Linked DNA regions of Sus scrofa: regions 1, 3, 4 and 5 are each linked to region 2. A link is a contact called in public Hi-C and HiChIP or PLAC-seq data. All regions are on one chromosome and are shown on one strand. Each heading gives the region's core, a stretch centred on a gene start, on an enhancer-like site or on the middle of the called end of the contact. The rest is flanking DNA. Distances are from core to core; before and after follow the strand shown. Region 1 has its middle 43 kb from the start of QKI. Region 2 has its middle 510 kb from the start of QKI. Region 3 overlaps PACRG (parkin coregulated gene protein). Region 4 overlaps PACRG (parkin coregulated gene protein). Region 5 has its middle 20 kb from the start of QKI.

The links. Hi-C and Micro-C count contacts between places; a contact is called where the count stands out from the background. HiChIP or PLAC-seq counts read pairs in DNA pulled down with a chosen protein or histone mark.
Region 1: a contact with region 2 is called in an H3K27ac HiChIP or PLAC-seq map of skeletal muscle. The contact joins two enhancer-like sites. A contact is called at or near these places in 1 of 47 Hi-C or Micro-C datasets (fetal heart ventricle) and 2 of 2 datasets of contacts at active chromatin or transcription factors (alveolar macrophages and skeletal muscle).
Region 3: a contact with region 2 is called in a Hi-C map of liver, with 2.6 times the contacts expected there. The contact joins two enhancer-like sites. A contact is called at or near these places in 1 of 47 Hi-C or Micro-C datasets (liver) and 1 of 2 datasets of contacts at active chromatin or transcription factors (alveolar macrophages).
Region 4: a contact with region 2 is called in a Hi-C map of subcutaneous adipose tissue, with 2.4 times the contacts expected there. The contact joins two enhancer-like sites. A contact is called at or near these places in 1 of 5 promoter capture datasets (liver), 12 of 47 Hi-C or Micro-C datasets (embryonic fibroblasts, epiblast stem cells, fetal heart ventricle and 8 more) and 2 of 2 datasets of contacts at active chromatin or transcription factors (alveolar macrophages and skeletal muscle).
Region 5: an H3K27ac HiChIP or PLAC-seq map of skeletal muscle shows a contact between it and region 2. The contact joins two enhancer-like sites. A contact is called at or near these places in 3 of 47 Hi-C or Micro-C datasets (all in liver) and 2 of 2 datasets of contacts at active chromatin or transcription factors (alveolar macrophages and skeletal muscle).

Annotation. Positions count from the first base shown.
Region 1 is chr1:4,924,694-4,927,393 of Sscrofa11.1, reverse strand. No RefSeq gene overlaps it. Among named protein-coding and RNA genes, the nearest start is that of QKI, 43 kb to the right of the region's middle. Within about 2 kb of position 1,288, at least 7 of the 83 cell types and tissues checked have an H3K27ac peak or open chromatin away from gene starts, as enhancers often do. A contact at or near this core is called in skeletal muscle, where this site is marked.
Region 2 is chr1:4,373,210-4,375,909 of Sscrofa11.1, reverse strand. No RefSeq gene overlaps it. Among named protein-coding and RNA genes, the nearest start is that of QKI, 510 kb to the left of the region's middle. Within about 2 kb of position 1,414, at least 22 of the 83 cell types and tissues checked have an H3K27ac peak or open chromatin away from gene starts, as enhancers often do. A contact at or near this core is called in alveolar macrophages, liver, retroperitoneal adipose tissue and 2 more, where this site is marked.
Region 3 is chr1:5,015,110-5,017,809 of Sscrofa11.1, reverse strand. All of the region lies in intron 4 of PACRG (parkin coregulated gene protein), which reads left to right. Among named protein-coding and RNA genes, the nearest start is that of QKI, 130 kb to the right of the region's middle. Within about 2 kb of position 1,274, at least 14 of the 83 cell types and tissues checked have an H3K27ac peak or open chromatin away from gene starts, as enhancers often do. A contact at or near this core is called in liver, where this site is marked.
Region 4 is chr1:5,086,082-5,088,781 of Sscrofa11.1, reverse strand. The region is part of intron 4 of PACRG (parkin coregulated gene protein); the gene reads left to right. Among named protein-coding and RNA genes, the nearest start is that of QKI, 200 kb to the right of the region's middle. Within about 2 kb of position 1,326, at least 12 of the 83 cell types and tissues checked have an H3K27ac peak or open chromatin away from gene starts, as enhancers often do. A contact at or near this core is called in alveolar macrophages, retroperitoneal adipose tissue and subcutaneous adipose tissue, where this site is marked.
Region 5 is chr1:4,901,706-4,904,405 of Sscrofa11.1, reverse strand. No RefSeq gene overlaps it. Among named protein-coding and RNA genes, the nearest start is that of QKI, 20 kb to the right of the region's middle. Within about 2 kb of position 1,430, at least 11 of the 83 cell types and tissues checked have an H3K27ac peak or open chromatin away from gene starts, as enhancers often do. A contact at or near this core is called in liver and skeletal muscle, where this site is marked.

The DNA.
Region 1 (2,700 bases), core at 39-2,538, 550 kb before region 2:
TGGGGCTCAGGGCACGGGAAACATGTGTGATTGATGTGGCCTTGGGTGTGGTTTTACTCTTTTTTTAACATACCTATCTTTGATTTAAAAAAGTAGAATTCATACTAAGTGGAGTAAGTCAGAAAGAGAAAGACAAATACCCATATGATATCACTTCTATGTGGAATCTAATATATGGCACAGATGAACCTTTCCACAGAACAGAAACAGACTCGCAGACATGGAGAGCAGACTTGTAGTTGCCAAGGCAGGAGCGGAGTGGAATGGACTGGGAATATGGGGCGAGTGGACGCAAGCAATTACATTTAGGATGGATAAGTAGTGTTCTCAACGTGGCTCAGTGGAAATGAACCCAACCAGTATCCATGAGGATGCAGGTTCAATTCCTGGCCTTGCTCAGTGGGTTAGGGATCTGGCATTGCCATGAGCTGTGGTGTACGTTGCGATGTGGCTTGGATCTGGCATTGCTGTGGCTGAGGCATCGTCTGGCAGCTGTGGCTCTGATTTGACCTCTAGCCTGGGAACTCTGGGAAATTTGCAAACTTCCATATGCCTTGGGTGCAGCCCTTAAAAAAAAAAAAAAAAAAAGCAATGAGGTCCTACTGTACAGCACAGGGAACTCCAGCCAATCCCTGTAATAGAACCCGATGAGGATAATGTGAGAAAAATTGTGTATATGTATGTATGACTGGGTCACTTTGCTGTATAGCAGAAATTGACAGAACACTGTACATCAACTATACTTTAATTAAAAAATAAAAGTAAAAATATTTTTTTTTAAAAAAGGTAGACTTGAAAGGGGACCCACAGACCAAACTGAGGCGGGAGGCCCCGAATCTAATCCTGATTCAGCACACCCTCCCCGCAGAAGCTCAGGTTTGGGGGAGCGATTCCTCAGTTCTCATCCAGCTCTAAATTTTTAAAAAAAAGAGACGCGGTTGCTTAAAACGAGACTGTCTAAATTGTTACTTTCCTAGAATGTAATTGAGCCTCTCTTCCAAGCCTGGATATAGTTTCTTTCACATCTTTGTGAGCAGAAGGAAACCGGATTGAAAAACAAGCGTCTGACTTCCCACCAGGGACGCAATTCAGATGGTGGTGAGGAGAAAACATGTGAATGGATTCAAAGCTCGCAAATACAGAAGCCGCAGAAGATCGCCTTAGATCTATCCCAGCCCTCACGACGTGGGTCAGACAGGGACCGAAATGTTTGAGAGGTGAGGCTGGGCGGCGTGTCAGGACGAGATTAGAAAGGAATAGGCCGCACAAAGGCCAGTGCTATTTTGGTTTGCACCCGGAAAGGCATCCTGTCATGGGATATTATGCGCTGTGTGGGCACCTCGGAGCGCAGTCACACCGAGGACGCCGAAGCAATGAAAAGGAAGACGGAGAGCAGCAATCAGCACAGGCGCTCAGAGGGCGGCGGGTGGAGCCCCCAGCCCCGCACCTCGGAGGAGCTCAGCGCCTGTGAGCGGAGCGGACAACTCAGAACTAAGGGAATGAAGGGCCGGGCCCAGGAGGAGACGCTTAGCTTGTAAAACGGGAATAAATAAATACGCGTCCAGGGTGAGCGAACCCGATCTGATACTGACATTGACCGACGTATGTGTTTGCAAGGCATTTGTGCAAAGGCCTAAGGTCGGCATCTGAACCAAGATGCTGAGCCAAAAAAATGTGGATAAAAGTAAATGTCGGCAGAGGCACAAACAGAAAGCAGACGCGGGTTACCAGGGAAGGGGGGCATTTCCCCCACGGGAGAGGGGCAGCCCGGAGCGGGACGGAAAACCCTGCAGGGGGACCCACAGGTCTACATGGCGGGCCTTGGGCCTCGCAGAAGGGTGCCCCGCGTTGGGCAGGGTTACTTCATGGGTCATCTCCGCATCTCATCGTCAACATTTTTTCCAGCATCCATCAGCCCTGCGGCCCACCCGGACCGCAGAGGACTCCCTGACCCTGCAGTTCTGGGGTTTGAGAAGGAAAGCCTGGGTGTGGGACGTTTTGATCATTCTGTTAGTCGGTCAGCAAACTTCTTGACCTTCTAAAACACAGAGCAGATAAGAGCGTTAAAAGAGAGAGAGAGACATCCTTTCAAATCACAATGTCAAGGAAGGTAAACAATACAAACAGAAAATTGATTATAAAAATTGGCAGCTTTAATAAAAGCTAAAAGTAACAAGACAAAACAATAAAATGTTAAAACTGTAAAACAATCCAGGGATACACAAAATGGTTTGTGAATAAGATAAATGGTCATCGGCATTTGGGGATGACCAAGGCGGGTTCAACACGCCTGGAAAGAAGTTTGGAAGCCTGAGGCGGGGGGGGGGGGGGGGGTTGAACAGCTTCCAGAACCCGAGGATGCCCCGTGGGTGCTCCCCTTGAGCCCTGATCACCCTGGAAGATCACCGCCAGTTTGCAGGTGAGGGGACCAAGCCTCACAGAAGGGCGGTCGCTTGTCGGCCTCCCTGAGAGTCGGTCTCCTGGTGGCTTCACGGTGCCTCCCACGCCTCTCCACAGCCACGTGATTGGCAAGACGATGGCGTAGAACAGAAACCAGGTTTGAAATGTGTTGGCTTTTGGGAGTTCCCATTGTGGCGCAGCGGAAACAAGTCTGACTAGTATCCGTGGGGATGTGGCTTCGATCAGTGGGTTGGGGATCAGGCGTTGCTATGAGCTGTGGTGTAGGTCACAGATGCAGCA
Region 2 (2,700 bases), core at 165-2,664:
TCTGCTCCAGTGGGTCCTGCAATCTTCCATCTGCAATTGGACATTTTAGCCTGAAGTTCAACTTTTATTTGGGAGGTTCCCCCCCCCTTTGATAATGTCCTGCCTAGTTCTCTGTCTCACTCCTGGAAGAAGGTGCTGGAGCCTGCTATGCATCCTCAGCCTCTGAGGACAGGTTTGGCTGCTCTCCTGGGTGTATCGTCTCTGCCTGGAGAAGAGATGCTGTGTGTGAGCATCTGGGCTTGGGTAGGGCACTGGTTTTGCTCTCCTCCCCAGTCTTATCTGGCCTGAGACTCCACACTGGGCCTCCCCGGATAGTGGCACTCACAGGGCGCTGGCCTGGTGTGGGTCTGAGGCTGGTGGGTGGAGAGGGCCCTGGCAGTGGTGGCAGAGCTGTTTCCCTCAGATCTGGAGGCCTCATCATACTTAGAAGAGTTCTGAAGACCTGCCTCTAACACGTAAAAATTCCTCACTAAGATTTTAACGGGAAAGAGCCACTGTGGTGGCTCAGTGTTAATGGCCCTGACTAGTATCCATGAAGACTTGGGTTCAATCCCTGGCCTTGCTCAGTGGGTTGAGGATCTGGTGTTGCTGTGAGCTGTGGTGTAGGTCGCAGATGTGGTTCAGATGCCACATTGCTGTGGCTGTGGGGTAGGCCAGCAGATGTAGCTCTGATTCTACCCCAAGCCTGGAAACTTCCATATGCAGTAGTTGTGGCCGTAAAAAAAAGGAAGCAAGAAAGAAGTCATGGGGAATTATTTTTTGTTCCAGAGCCGCACATGCAGCATATGGAAGTTGCCAGGCTAAGGGTCCAATCAGAACTGCAGCTGCTGGTCACTTCTATAGTCTCACCTGCCACCTAGAGCGCAGGTTGTGGCCAGATCCTCAGCCCACTGAGTGAGACCGGGGATTGAACCTGCATCCCCATGGATACTGGTGGGTTTTGTTTCCCCGCTGAGCCACAAGGGAAAGATTTCAACGGGAAATCTAAGATTTCAACAGGTCAGAGATCATCCAGCTATCTTTGCTTTATCACCAGGGAGGGGGCTTAGGTTTACAGGGAAAATGTGAGGAGGGGGGCTGTGAAAGTCAGGAAGGAGGGAGGGCAAACACAGCTAAAAACCAAGGCTCAAGTCGCACGCAAGCGTGCAGAAGCTCTTGGAACGTGGCCTCAGCACTGCAAGCAGACGGCAAGCACCAGGAGTCCTTTTGTTGGTAAGGGGAATGGACCAGGGTTCCCAGACTCCGGGAGCAGAGCAGATGATATAAGTTCCAAGAAACATCAGGAAGTTCCTGCAAAGCCATGATGCCCAGGCCTAGCTGGTCGCTTGCGCGTTTCTTCCCCAGCTGACACTCAGCGTTCAGGGCTGCATGTCGACACTCTCTGGCCTCCAAGGTCACTTCCTCCGTGGAGCCTGACGTGTGAGCTGTGCAGGGAGGCCAAGGTCAGGGCAGATGGAAACCTGATCCAGGGTTTTCAGAGCTGCCAGAGCATGGGAGGGGGGGTGCTGGGGGAGCACAGTGGGTAACAGCTTAAGGTGCCCTGTGCACGGGGCCCATGGCACAGGGCCTGGGGCTGGGAGTCCCGCAGCTTCCAGAAGCCCTGCTCAGCCCTGGGATGCTCTTTTGGGAGGTCGGCCACAGGAGCCCAGGGTCTCCCCTTCGGCAGGGGTGTCTTCCACAGGGCAGGGGATCAGGGCCTCTGTCACAGGAAGGATTGCAGCCCCATCTCCCCTCTGGGACCTGACAACAAAGGACAGCAGCAGAAACACAAATCCCTGGACAGAGCTGTGTGGCCTGGGGACTCGCGATTCGGGTAGAGGAGAGACTCCTGTCCAGGGGCTCCTTTGCCAGCAGGGCCGTTTCCCATGGAGCCCCCCTGCTCCCCAACCAGCCCCAAGCCCAGTTTTATGGGGAGACTGGCAGGTGAGAAAAGCTGACAGGTCTTGGCTCTCCCCTTGTTTTGCTGTCTCAAGTTCAGAGCCAACATTACAACTTACTGTATAGAACATGAGCTTCCTCAAGAATTAATCCACCAGGGTTCTGCGTGATTGCAGCCAACTGTGTGAATCAACCAAATAGTGACAGGAAAAGAGTCATCAGGGCTCCTCTTGCTGGGTCTGAGATGCGGGGTGGCGGCGTCGTGATGGCGGAACACTTATTCCTGGTGACAGTGTCAGAACCAGAGAGAAAACAGCTTGATTTCCAGGTTCTAGGTTGAGCCCGCCAGGCTGGCAAAAAGTCTATTGCTCTGCCAACGAAGCAAATTCGATTCCTAAGTTGCGAGAGAGAAAAAATTCTGGCCCTTTTATGTCCCTTTTAATATAACGGCACTTTAATAACTGGCATCTCTTTATATCATTCCAGAATTTTAAGACTTCACTTGGTGTGGGGCCACTAAGCCACACTCAAGAAGCTTCTTAAAAAAAATCTTTAAAAATAACACAGAGTTCCTATGTGCCTGCATGTGTGTGTGTATATATGTATGTGTGTGCACATGCGTGTGTGTGTGTGCGTGTGTTATTCCTGTTTGTGCATGTGTGTGTGTATTATGCATGAGTGTGTATTATGTGTGTGTGTGTTCACTACTTTGGATTGTATGACTTTCAAACCGGCTGTTGCAGAGGGGGGAGGGTTTGTGTTTTCTAAAAACTACAGCAGCCATGAGTGGTTAATGTTTTTCTAGACCCAAATCGAGGCTCC
Region 3 (2,700 bases), core at 25-2,524, 640 kb before region 2:
GGGAAAATGCAGCAGGCAAGGGTGGAAGTGGAGCCCCAGCCCCTGCCTCTCTGTTGGCTGGGCTCTGTCCCTCCACCTTGCATGCAATAATAGGCAGCAATTTCAGTGTCTCCCTGAGCAAACTAAAAATACAGATTTTAAAAATCTCATTCGTCGTGTAATATTTCTAATCCTAAAACTGACAACTGATTTTTTTAGGAGACGGCTTTGGAAAGAATTCTCTGTTGGTTGCAAAAGAACTCAAACTTCATTAATGACCAGAAGTATGTGCCGAAAAAAGAAATAAAGCTGATGAAGGGGCAAAGGATAGGAAAAAAGGCCCTGAAATTGTTTCTGACTTTACGAAAAAGGCCCAGCAATAAAAACAAATGGGCCTATTGAAGTAGAACTTTACATTCCACCCTAAAAAATTCCCAACAAACTGACCCATTGTTATATGTTGTTTTGTACAATTAATAGACAAAGCAATTGTTCAGCAAGCCCAGAGCTGCCCTCTCAGCACATAGTCTGGCTCTTGGCTTCCGAGTGGGCACAGAGGGGCTTAGGAAGTGTGGCTGGCTCACCCCTTTGAGGTCCTTCTCCGGAACACATGAGGTGCATAAGCGCTCCCAGGGAGCCTCAGGTTCAGGGGCAACTATAATTGTATTGATCCAAGGAGGACAATGAGGGCAAGAATGTTCTGGAATCCTCCTCTGTGCAGCGGTGCAGCACCGTCGCCCACTCCCCGACCCTGCTGAGGGCGCCCCCACCCCCTCATCCCCACCCAAAGGCCAGCTCTACAGCTACATCTTGAGCTGGATTGGCCTGCTCTCTGCTGAGGTCTTTAAAGCACGAAATAGAACAGCAGAGGCCTTCAGCCTCCCTCCTCCTGGCGTCTATTGTTATCTTAATGCCTCCGTTTTTCGAATCGACTCTTTAATTATGCAAACCACAGGCTTTCTAAAGGAGGTTCTCCATTACCTGTCAAAATGGGGTTTATGCAACACAAAAGAAGAAACCTGTCACACTGAGAAGTTAATGGTTAACCTGGACTTACACCTCTCATCAAGCTGGGAATGTGAAGGACCCCACGTCCACGACAACATCTGACCAAAAGAGTGCCTCTCCCAGAGTTCGGGTTTTGCCTCACTGCAGCTTTTAAATGCTGCCCAAGCGGCAGGGTTACCCTCGCTCAGGAAGGCTCGAGAAAAGAGAGCCCAGCTAGGAGGCAGAAGGGGCTGGGATCTAGGTGCTGGCCAGGCGTGGGTCCAAGGTACAGCGAGGCTTTCCCAGCAGGTGGCTTCCACGCTCAGGTCAAGGCAGCGGCCACTCTGGTGTTTTGTCAAGTCACCTGACACGGTCCTCTGGGCCGAAAAAAAGGTCTGGGCAGGAATACGCTTCCAAACAAGGAGCAAACAACACAGGCACAAGGTCAGGCCAAAGGTCATTTGGGGAAGGAGAGAACTGGGAGAACTGGAACCTGGTCACCTGGGAATAACCTCCAGTAACAGCAGGTCCTGATTCTTGGTGGAAATGAGGAGACCTGACTGTACAAAACTTTTGATTTTTAATTAGTTGAATCTATCACTAGCAGCTTTGTAGCTTCCTCAGTTGCCCACCTCGATTCTTTAAAAGTTATTATCCTTCCAGAGACTCATGTACTCTTCTACATTCCGCTAATTTTGCGATGGATTTTTAAGCATATTTGACTTTGATTTTCTTTTAGTGCACAGGATAAGATGTGTATCTAAGTTAAGTTTTCTCTAATGTGCTGTATCTCAAACTCAGATATCAGCTAATCCTCCTCCACTGCTCTGTTCTGCTCGCTTTACTGTACAATCAGATCCTGCTCATCCTTCGGTGTGTTTGCACTCATTCAACAAACACACACCTGCACGCACTGTTCTGGGTGCTGGAGGCACAACTGCGAACAACTCAGCCAAAATCTCTGAGTAATTGTATTTGGAGGAGACAACAAATAAATAAAGTTGATCAGATGACTGTAAATGTTATGAGGAATAGAGAATTCCAGCCAAGATGGAAATGTGACAAAGACCAGAAGGGCTGATGCGTATGTGCAGGCACCACGTTCCAGTTCTCAGAAAGCAAGTGTGAAAGTCCTGAGGAGGTGACATGCCGGCCGTTGGGTTCCCATGGAGCGAGGGTGTCGGCAATTACCCTGAGATGGTGGGTTCCTTTCCTAGGGAAACTGTAACAAATGACCACAACCTGGGGGCCTAAAACAGCAGAAATGGAGCCTCTCACAGTTGTGGAGGCCAAAAGTCTGTGATCAAAGCATCAGACACGCAGATTCTTTCTGCAGGTTCCGAGGGAGAACCTGTCCCGGCCTCTCGTCGGCTCTGGCGCCTTCAGGCATCTTTTGCTGTGCGGTGGCTTGTGGACCCATCCCTCCAATCCCGCCTCTCTTCTCATGTGGCTCCTGCCCTGTGTGTCTCTCAGTGTCTTTTCCATGTCCTGTCTTTCTACGGACAGGGGTCATTGGATTTAGGGCCCACCTTAAATCCAGGATGGTCTTACATCTGTATCCCTAACTCGAGGACACTTGCAAAGATCCTGCTTCCACATGCACAGGTACTGGGAGCAGAGGCTCTGACATACCTTTAGGGGAGACACAATTCAACTCACTCTAGATGGGCAGCCATTGCAAGGTCTTTGAACACAAGAGGAAAGATCTGATATGTGTTGCAGGGAGTGGTCTGG
Region 4 (2,700 bases), core at 77-2,576, 710 kb before region 2:
GTAGTCACAAAATCAGCGGAAGGATAATGTTACTGAAGAAATCCCAACATTTTAGGCCTTGCTTAAATTAATAGTTTTACTTTATCCTGGTTCTCAGTTAAAACATGAGGCAAGAATGGTTTTTGGAATGTTGTTCTGTCTATAAAGTCAATCCAGTTAGGACCGTGGATGAGTCTTATTGCCTTCCACCATGATCATAATCCCCACTTATTTCCAAGCTGCTGAAACTAATCTCTTAAGCCATGATATATCCGAAAAGAAACTCTTGCTGCTTAATGTGGCCTCTTACTTAAGCCTAATATGGCAGGCTTCACTGGAGACAAGAACTTCAAATTATTTAACTGACAACATTAATAAAATGATGCTTAAAACATGGTCATATATGAAATAATAATTATCTATGTAAAGAGAACACTTCCACCAATATTATCTCACTTTATCTTTACAAGCAGTCTTGTGGTGTACGTATTGCCCTATTTTGTTGACAAGGAAACTGAAACTTATAGACGTTGATTAACTCCTTCAGGGCCTCAGAGGCAGTAATTTGCAGACAACGGTCTTGTTGGAAGGTTTTAAGTCAGGCTCAAACGGGAGCGTAGCTTTGCTAGGCAGGAGCAGAGTGGTAGACAGGCTGCGAGTCCGGGGAAGAAAGAGGTCCTGGTGGACCTTTGCTGTGAAGGAAGCCTGTGGAGGAAGCATAGCTTGAAGAATCACTGGGATTTCATTGTGTAGAAGATAGAGCCATGAGGGAGCTCCCTGGTGACTAGAGGTTCAGGGTTCGATGTTGTCACTGCTGGGGCTCAAGTTCAGTCCTTGGCCTGGGAACTTCCGCATGCTTTGGGTGAGGCCAAAAAAATGATAATAATATTTTTTAAAAAAAGAAGAAGAAGGAGATACAGCTGCGAAACAATGTGTTCCGTATTGCACAACCGTAAATACTGGTTGAACGGATGAGGTTGGAAGGTATCGAAGATCAGGAAAATGACCCAGAAGCTGAGAAGGCAAACTTCCCGTGGTGGAGGGGACCCTGAGTAGGGCCCTAGCTCTGGGAGAGGGTCCCTCGGGAGAAGCAGGAGGAGATGGGGAGGGAACGGTGCTCTGGTGCAGAGAAGCACATGGGAGGCGAGGCTAAAAAGTGCTGGCCTCGTCTGCGGATTGAGGTCAAAACTGCTTTGCTTTTGACTAATCAACTTTACCCTGAAAACAAAGGGAAGTCATTGGCGACTGGTAGGAAGTTTTAGGACAAAGCCCAGGGTAGGAAGACGAGCAGGAAGTGAAGCACGAAGTCTACAGAAGCACCTCTGCCCCTGATTTTAAGAACCCCACCCCGTGTCCTTCCAAAGCCTCCTTTCAAGTCTTCCATCAGGGGGAAGCAGTGGGTCTAAAAGGCAACCTAGCTGGAAGGGGTAGGGAGAAAAAAAAAGAGAGAAAAAGAAACCTTGAAAACTTCCCTTTCTTGATTTGTACCCAAAGAGATCTGTTGTAGGGTCACTCTTTTCATTAGGGTTTTTAAGCTAATCAGTAGACCTTATTAAAGAATTACAAAGCTTTCACTGTAAGAATAATTAAGTGAAGTAATTTCCTACATCTAAAGTGATCAAATATGCTTGTGAAATTAAAAAAAAAGTAGGCTAATGATAAAAATATAGTTGTAATGAAACTGTATGCCATTTATTGATTTTATTATGTACGTCCTTTTTGCATCCTTAATTCAAAGCATTGAAATGCTGATTTGGTTTGTAATAAAATATGGAAAAATCCTGGTACTGTAGGAAGCTTGTCACTCTAATGGATGCCTTGCTCACTAGAACAGTATTTTGGCTGAATTGGAGCACATTGAAAGGAATTGGGTTTGGCTTTGCCAAAATTTCACTGTGAAAGAGTTTGCTATAACAGTGTTTTATTATATTCTTATTGAACTTCAGCCAGTTGAAAATAGAATCTCCTCACCATCCTTTTAAATTAGCCTTAAACTACAGACAAAAGACAAAAATCAATGTGCAAATTTAGCTTCTTGCTTGCAGTTTCTTAAGAAATTTACCCTGGTGTTGATATGCAGGATTCATAGATAATAGAATACGGAGTAATTGGAAATTTTAAAGTAGCATTTCTTATTCAATTTAGGTCTATTTAAGTGTCTAGTAAGTCCGTACATACATTGTTTCTTTAATGCTACAGGTTATACTGAATATCCCTTCTACCTCCTTGGCGCCAGCTCAATAAAACTGTCTGTGATGTATTTCCTGTGGCCACGACAAATTATGGGGAAATTTTGAGTGACAAACTATAATAAAACTATTAGGAAATTGTAGTATGCAGATAATCCTATGATCTGCTTAAATATTACATGTCATTAATAATTGCAAACAGCTTTGGGTACCTAAGCAGAAAGAAGTACACACACACACACACACACGCTAACCACATGGTTTAGCGCCTCTGACTTTTCTAAGTGGTCCACATTTGGTGAGTTCCTAAACAACCCTTAGGGGAAAAAATAACCATGAATCCCTTAAAATATCCCAGACTGAGACTAGTTAAAATTCAGGGTCTCACATACCTTGTTCTCCAGCAGTGGACAAGAGAGGTCAGCAAGATAAAGAAATACAACTTGGCTTGACTTAGAGCCTTCATATAAAAAATAAACCTGTGTACAGACACTGAGAGGCCCAAGGAGAGAGAGGAGGCTGACCATTCCTG
Region 5 (2,700 bases), core at 181-2,680, 530 kb before region 2:
TTTTTTTTTTTTTTTTTTTTTTGTCTCTTTAGGGCCACACCCACAGCATGTGGAAGTTCCCAGGCTAGGGGTTGAATCGGAGCTGGAGCTGCAACTGCCGGCCTACACCACAGCCAAAGCAATGTGGGATCCAAGCCACATCTGTGACCTACACCACAGCTCATGCACAGCAATGCCAGATCCTTAACCCAATGAGCGAGGCCAGGGATCAAACCAGCAATCCTCATGGATACCAGTCAAGCTCTTAACCCACTGAGCCACAACAGGAACTCCATTAAGCCTAATTGTAGATGAGAAAACTGAGATTCAGAGACAGTGGGTAACTTCCTTCCTATCAAACAGTCAGCCAGTGCTGGGACCGGCCTTGGACCCATGACTTCCCACATAACATCCAGTGCTCCCTGCAACCACACCTCATTGTATAGCCGCGAGCACATGCTCTCTCGCACGCACGCACGCACGCACACGCGTGCACACAAACATGCACACATATGCACTCGCACGCACACACATACGCGTGCACACGCACACGCACACACACTCATAGACATGCATGAGCACCAAGGTCAACGTCAGTCAAAATGACTGTTCTTAGGAATATCTTTAAGTGTTTTAAGTTACTGCTGCCCATAATTATTTATTTTCTGCCAAAACACTGGTTTAGGAACCACCTAACTCTTCTGCAGATCTAACTGTGATAAAATATTTCCCATTATCTTGAGACTTAATAACACATAAATAGCTTGTACTTTGTCTCTCTTGGTTTTGATACCTAATGAAATGTGAAAAAGCAAGATGACACATAAAAGAAAAGCAAAAGATAACTAATTCAGAGATTAACTTTGGAAAAGCTCCAAAATTAGATCGTGTAATTAGTTCACACTTTAGAAGCCTTTGGTGGAATTAGATTTATGCAAACAAATTCCATTCACATAGTTTAGGAAGACTGAATGATTTTGTAGGTGAATTATGCTTAAAGTGAAGGATTACGTAAGTCTTATTCCCAACTTTTCTCTCTGTAAGAACTAGTTGCTTTTTGCTTGTTTGTTTGCTTGTTTGCTTTTTTCTTTCTACGCCCAAACCTGTGGCATATGGGAGTTCCCAGGCTAAGGGTCAAGTCAAAGCTGCAGCCGCCAGCCTACACTACAGCCACAGCAATACAGGATCCAAGCTTCGCAGCCTGTGGCAACGCCCAATCCTTAACTTACTGAGCTAAACGGCAGCAACTCTTAAAAAAAAAAAAAAAAAAAAAAAAATAGACCTAAACATTCCTTGAAGGCAAGAGGCCAAGGTTGGTAGGTTCCAAACTTGATCTGCTCTGGTTTTCACATCTCTTATGCAACACTGTACAGAGGTTAAAGGAGTAAATGGCTAGACAGTGCCCCTGGGTTTTTTTTAATTGTATTTTTTGTTGTTGCAGGAAATCCATCATACCAAAAGTCACTGATGGGATTGCAGTCATTACAGTGCTCAAGGAAGGAAATACTGAAGCTCAGGGCTCTGTCAGCCACTGGGAAAGACAAACTCTGCAGGGCTTTCCCACTTGAAGCGTTTATTACTCAGTATTAGCTGCGTTTAACCATATGCTTAAATACCAACTACAGTACTTAAGACATAACTTAAGACATTTCTCAGTGGACATTCTTCCCTATATTATGAAAATCAGATCTAAGATTCACCTCAGTAGATAACAATGAACCAATATAAACAAACCATCCAGTCGAGTTCAGTCAACTCATGAGATGTTAAAAAGAACAACAAAAAATTTTTTTTTACCAAATGGACTGGTTGTTTGTCTATATGGACAAAACGAAATGATTATTTCATTGTGCAAATATTTCTTGGACAGTTTCCCCCCTGTTTACGAACCAGCTATTTTCAGACTAGTCAGTACGTGTATACGCTGTCAGAGACTAGAGGAAGACAGGTCAGGGAAGTTTTGAATGTGGCATTTAGCCAAAAAGTTTTAAATTCGGTTTGGATTTGGGCTCAGCTGTGAAACACGTGCCTGGGTGTAGGGAATAAGAGTTTCAGTCTGGAAAAATATCGGGATGTGTAACAGCTGCCACTCCCAGCGCTTCCATGAAAACAGCCTGGGCTGGTCTGCCAGTTCCCATCGTGTTTGAGAACCGTGTGTAAACATTCCAAAACAGGCAGTGTTTTTAAACCTTGTAATGAGTTGGGTGCAGTTTTCAAGGATCAAATATTTGAGAAACAAAAATCATACCATGAGATTAAAAAAAAAAACCCTTGTGAAAAATGAGATGGAATGCAAAACTGTCGTTTTTGATATTTCAGCTCTGAGTTAAGACTTCATAGAGATATTTTCATTTACTCCTTGCTGGCTTAATACAAATTCAGATCAGTTCTGGTTTGAGAAAAGATGATGTCCGGCGTTACTTTTCTATTTGCATGAAACTCCATGGCAATGAAGTTGAACTAGAGAAAAACAGAGGTGGGGTGAAAGAGGAGATCTCCAAACTTTTGAGAGTGAAAATGCTGAGATGTCTATATTTTCTGTGTATTTAGTTGCATTTTTAAAAAAGCAAATGGATGTTATAAACTGTCATATATATTTATATATAGGAGTTAATTAAAATTTTCAAATTTTGTGTGCATTTCCCCAGACAATGACCGTTTCTCTGACATTTTGCATGGTTTGCTCTGATGTCAGGAGAGGCACTATCTCAAGAGTATTTG